2 separate regions of the Sus scrofa genome follow, and region 1 is linked to region 2. The links are chromatin contacts, called in public Hi-C maps. All regions are on one chromosome and are shown on one strand. Each heading gives the region's core, a stretch centred on a gene start, on an enhancer-like site or on the middle of the called end of the contact. The rest is flanking DNA. Distances are from core to core; before and after follow the strand shown.

The links. Hi-C and Micro-C count contacts between places; a contact is called where the count stands out from the background.
Region 1: a Hi-C map of epiblast stem cells shows a contact between it and region 2, with 2.8 times the contacts expected there. The contact joins the promoter of UPK2 here to the promoter of LOC102160985 in region 2. A contact is called at or near these places in 2 of 5 promoter capture datasets (fetal skeletal muscle and liver) and 18 of 47 Hi-C or Micro-C datasets (alveolar macrophages, embryonic fibroblasts, epiblast stem cells and 9 more).

What each region holds. Positions count from the first base shown.
Region 1 is chr9:46,199,230-46,201,929 of Sscrofa11.1, reverse strand. UPK2 (uroplakin 2) reads right to left here and starts at 1,418. Exons shown (of 5, transcript NM_214012.1): 1 at 1,313-1,418; 2 at 705-836; 3 at 376-514; 4 at 49-119. The coding sequence starts at 1,388.
Region 2 is chr9:45,980,910-45,983,609 of Sscrofa11.1, reverse strand. LOC102160985 (trehalase-like) reads right to left here and starts at 1,361. Exons shown (of 4, transcript XM_021062946.1): 1 at 1,229-1,361; 2 at 1,046-1,138; 3 at 797-913; 4 at 1-700. The coding sequence starts at 1,122. The coding sequence ends at 574.

The sequences.
Region 1 (2,700 bases), core at 169-2,668, 220 kb before region 2:
GGGTGGGAGGGCCCAGGGGAGGCTCTGGGGTCCTGAGATGTTACTTACGAGGAAGCGTGGACATTGGGATCTCTCTACTGGACTCCGTGGATGCCCCCTTTGTCACTAGGTAGGAGATGCTTTGTGGTGAGGTTTGGGAGAGAGAGAAGAGAATCCTCAGTGAGTCTGTGGGACAGAGGGTAAGAGGGAGCCCCGGCTTCCTCCTCCACAGTTGTGCCTCCTGGGGTGCCCAAGAGAGGCCCATTCTTGAACCCTTTAGCTGCCCTCGCTCTCCCCCCATGCTGACCACATCCCACCACCACCACAAAAGTCAGGCCCAGCTTCTCCTCCTGTCACCCCTCCCCTAGGTTCCCCAGGTCTGGATCTGGTACTTACTAGTATTTGGTTCCTGGCACAAGGTTGGTCACCTGGTATGCACTGAGCCGGGTGACTGTGAAGCCAGACCCACTGTCCACTACACTCACCAGCTCCCTGCGTCCACGGCATGGAGGCACCATGAAGCTAGATTTCACCACTAGGAATCAGGGATGGGTGGGAGGAGGGGGGGAGCAAAAGGCAAGGTCAAGTTTCTGGAGGCAGAGAGACCAGCAGTATTTAGTATGGACGGTCCAAGAAGGGGGTGGATAGAGAAGGAAGGGGATGCTGGGAGTGTCCCGGGAAGGGATCTCTGGGGACTAGGGAATGCCTGGGAGGGGGTAGCAGACCTTTGCTGTCGTTGGCTCTCCGGACCATCAGTGTGGCGTTACCCCCTGTGAGGTGACAGGGGGGCAAGGCAACTAGCAGGCTCTCAGTTAACGCAGGGGACAGCAGACCAGAGAGGCTTGAGATGTTGAAGTTGGCTGGAGGGACAGGAGGGAGTTCAGGGGAGAATCCATCCCCCTCTCGCCCTCAGATCTACCCCTCTCTGCCCGCCCATGCCCTGGAGGGGGACCTTTGTAAGGCTGAAGCCTCTATTCCACTCTGCAGTCCATTAGCAGAACCCAAGTCTTTGCCCTTCTGACCACCAGGTGGCAGGCTTGGGCTGCAGAAGCTGGGTGCTCCACCAAGATGCCAGACCCTGGGTGCCAGGAGGGGGCAGGGCCCAACCCCACCCCTATCCAAAGCTTTGGATCCTTCCCCACACCTCCCTGCCCCATGGGTCGGGAAGGGGACCAAGAGTGTGCCCTGGGCCCAGTGACTGATGCCTGGTCACTGCCCTCATCAGTCCCCGACCACCAACTGACTAGTCGGCCAGCTTTGAGAGCCCTGAGGCAGAGTGCCTCCCCTCCAGACCCCCGAGCCCCTCCCCACCCTGGCAAGAGATGGTGGAGACCTGAAGCCCCAGGAGCCAGGACAGCCAGCAGAATCAGGATCAAGGGCAAGGTCCGGACAGGCAATGGGGATGCCATAGCTGGGCTGGTGCTGGGCTGGGTGCTGGCAAGCTGTGGTTTCCTGAGGCAAGTGAGGCCCTGTCCTGGGGCTCTGGTTTTGTCCTGGGGGTAGGAGGGGCCAGAGGGGAATCCTGTTCAACCTGCCCCTTGGGCCCTACAGCCTCAGGGGAGGCCCCCAGACAGGTTTTTCAGGATGGGGAGCTGGCCCTCAGGCCAGAAGGCAGGAGACCTTGGCTGGGTCTTGGTGGCTCAGGCAGCTGCAGAGGGGCAGGGTGACTAAAGCGGGGGGTGGAAAACCCCCTTCTTCCGGGACACCCACATGTAAGGGCTCGTGTGTTCCTGCTTACAAGTGTATCTGGGGCCCAACCCCTAGACGACCCCTTCTCCCACGTGGTAGTGGGTGTTCCCAGGAGGGAAGCAGGTTCTGAGGTTGCACTGGTGTACAGAGAGAGGAGAGTAACCCCAGGGGGCCTGGACTGGGCAGGAATGGGAGAGAAACTGGTAGTAGGGGGTGGGGGCAGCAGAGCCGGGGGAGCCAGTTCTTGGTGTCTCCTGAAGGCCAGGTCCTGCACTCTGGGAGATGCAGAGGGGTGTGAGTCCCAGGGGCCACAGGGCTTCCCATCCTCCTGGAGAGTGGAGCCAATTGATGCTGGGCAGGATTCCAGAGAGACCCAAGGGGTGGGCACTGGCCCAGTCTGGGGGGCTGGGGGGTGGGCACGATCAGCCTTGGTCAGCAACCTTTGTTGAACTGTTTGAGACTAAAGAAGAGAAAGAGGAGTTATCATCATGGCTCAGCGGTTAACGAACCCAACTAGCATCCATGAGGACGTGGGCTCGATCCCTGGCCTTGCTCAGTGGGTTAAGGATCTGGTGTTGCCGTGAGCTGTGGTGTAGGTTGCAGACGTGGCTCAGATCCCACATTGCTGTGGCTGTGGCGTAGGCCCGGGGCTACAGCTCCCATTGGACCCCTACCTGGGAACTTCCGTATGCCATAGGCACGGCCCTAAAAATACAACAGACAGGAAAAAAAAAAAAAAAAAAAAGAATAAAGACGAGAAAGAAACCCACTGGGAGAAAATGAAAAAGAGACACAATTTCTCTGATGGCACAGAGGCTTTGCCTGCTCCACCCTCACAGCCATTCTGGGTGGCAGATAGCATTGGCCACCTTTTGTGGATGTGGAAACTGAGACTCAGAGAGGTAGAGCCACTTGTGGTGAGTGGACTACTTGGTCAGGAGAGGTCGTAGACCTCCACAGAGGGGGTCCTCTTTGTCCTTCTCCAGTCCCAGAGGAGGGCCAGGGTCCTGGTAGGGAAGTGAGGGGCTGGTG
Region 2 (2,700 bases), core at 112-2,611:
CATGTACATCTTTCAGGCAACTGAAGGTTGAAAAAAAAAGTTGTTTTTGATCTACAGGTGGCTGTGGTTTGAGCAGGGCCGGGGGAGGGGACTGTGAGGCTCCCTTGTCTTGCTCTAGGCCCTGCCTTGAGAGGAGAGGGTAGCGAGAGGAGGAGAGCCCTCTCTCCTGCCCCAGCCTGGCTGGTGGCCAAGCTGCAAAGAAGCAGGCTCCACAGTGGTCTGACCTCTGGGAGTCCTCCCCAGGGGGCTCCTCCACTGCCTCTGCAGACAGAGCTGTTCACATCTCCCCTGCTGGGGCTCCGCCCCAACTCCTGGTGGGGTCCTGCCTGCTTCCTTGGCCCCCTAGGGTGTCTCCTGCCCCAGCGATGGCCCAGAGCCAGGGCTGGACCTCCAAGAAAGGGGTGATGCACAACAGGGCATCTAGCCAGTGCCACGCTGCCCCCAGAGCATAGTTGGGACCCCTTTCCTGGGAACACAGGCCCCCAGGCCCTCAGTATCACCATCACCAGGGGAGTCTGGCCACTCAAACCAGAGTGAACACACAAGAGACTGAAGGGCTGGCCAGGCACGGCCTCACCTGGGTCCCCCATAGGGGACATGATAGCGGTTCAGGACGTAGCTCTTTCCCCCAGAGCTCACAGAGATGCTCCTGTTCTTGGTCCAAAAGTCCAACTCCAAGGCCAGGGTCTCCAGGTTGTCCCTGGGGTGGAGCCAGGCACCAGCTCAGCCCCCGCCCCGCCCCGCCCCAGGGAGCCTCAGGAAGGGGGGCGAGGGCAGCAGGGGGCGGGGTGGCCACCGGAGGAAGGCGGTGTCATTGGCCTGAGTCACGTAGCGCTCCATCATGAGGCTCAGGAGCGGGGGCTGGCTCCGCTGCAGGTAGTACACGCGGGCCCCGTTGGGGACGTGTCCGTACCTGCCGAGAACAGGGCCGCTGACACCCCTGCCCCCACTGCAACCACCCCCCGCCCCGAGCCCAGGCAGATCCCGGCCCAAGCCCAGGGCCCTGCCCCTCCTGCACCCCGGCTGAGATGCCCGGGCCTCTTACGTCTGCACCAAGTCCAGGAAGTTCTGCAGCATGCCCTTCACCGTCCCTGGCATCTCGGACAGGAGCAGACCCTCCATCACCCAGTAGGAGTCCCTGGGGGAAGGACAGCTCAGGATCCCCCACCCCGCCTGGGACGCCCCGCTGGCCCCAGCCCCCCGACCCCCGCAGCTCTTGGCCGCTCACCAGTAATAGAACTCGACAAAGCGTCCTCCTGGCACGATGAACGGGTGACCCGAGTAGATGAGAGAGGACCGCTCGGGGTGGCTGAGGACCTCTGGCTTCACCTGGAGTCAAGAGAGAGGGTGCGGGGAGCCCAGGGCCAAGTGGAGGGGAGGCGGGAGGAGGCCGCGGGGGAGGCCCTGGCAGCTGTGGGTTCTGGCTCTGGGGCAGCTCTGCCGTGTGGCCTCGGTCAAGGCCAGGGCCGTGGGGAGCGTGGTCTGCTCGTGTCCCCGGCTGGCCTCTGGAGCCCCAGCAAGAGCACGAAGGTGTGCAGGAGCCACCACCGCCCAGCCTGACACCCCAGGTGCTCACCCCGCAGTGGCCATTATTAGGACCCAGCTGGGGGACCATTTTCCTGGCTCCCTGTGCCCCCGTGTCTCTGCTGCCACCATCAGGGCCCCAGGATATCTGGCCGGGGTGTGGCTGAGCCCCAGCACCTTTCCCCAGTGAGGCAGATGTGGTGAATGGGCTGAGGGAGAGCAGGCAGGCCCCGAGGGGGTGGCTGTGTCCACATCAGGTGTGTTCTCGCTTCATCCCCTCCCAGTTCTATGCCAGTGAGGTGGGTTTAGTGGGGAGCAGGTCAGCCTGTCCGTGATTTGAAGGGGAATCAAGGGGCTTGAGATCGTTCCCACTGGGTGAGGGGCTGGGTGAGGATGTGGCCCAGGTTGGCCCAGGAGCCTGGAGCACTGCTCCATGCCAGCTGGTGCCAGGGCCCTGGGGGCCAGGCCAGAGGTCGGGTGCTGTATAGCCTTGGGCAAGCCGCTGCCCTCTCTGAGCCTCGGAGGAAGGAGAGAAAGTGTGTACCAGACTGTGCTGAGCCCAGGGATGGACCCCGATCGGCAGTGGCAGAGGCCTGGCCCGAGGAGCTCGTGGAAGAGGGAACCCAGCCAGCAGGGGAGCGAGGGAGTGAACACAGTCAGCCACGTGGTGTAAAGGGCTGGGCCGGGCAGCCTGGGGGTGGAGGACAGGCTAGGTTTGCCTGGGGGAGGACAGGGGGGGCTCCAGGGAGGAGGGGAGGAGTTAGAAGTAGATGCTGCCCTGCTCCCTCCAAAATTCCTTCTAGAGAGTTTCTGTAGGGCCCAAGACTGGGGGCTCTGGTTACTTCTCTAAACCCACTGCCACCCAGAAAAATGACTCTCAAGCTATGAAGTGCTGAAATTTGTGTGGCCAATCCAGATATGAAGTCCGGGATCCTCTGGGCCCAGCTATGAGTGGCCACCCTGAAGCCTGTTCTGTGAGATGAAGAGAAAGGTGGCTGATTCAAGCACCACTTTGAACATATAAAGACCTGGGAGTTTTATCTATTTACCAACTCTTCTCTGGGCTGGCTTCTTCTCTAACCCAGGCGACGTGGACAAGGCTCTGAAATACCTGGAGGTGAGGGGGCAGCTAGGCAGGTGGCTACACTGGAGGCAGGACCACCAGCTCTATCCCTG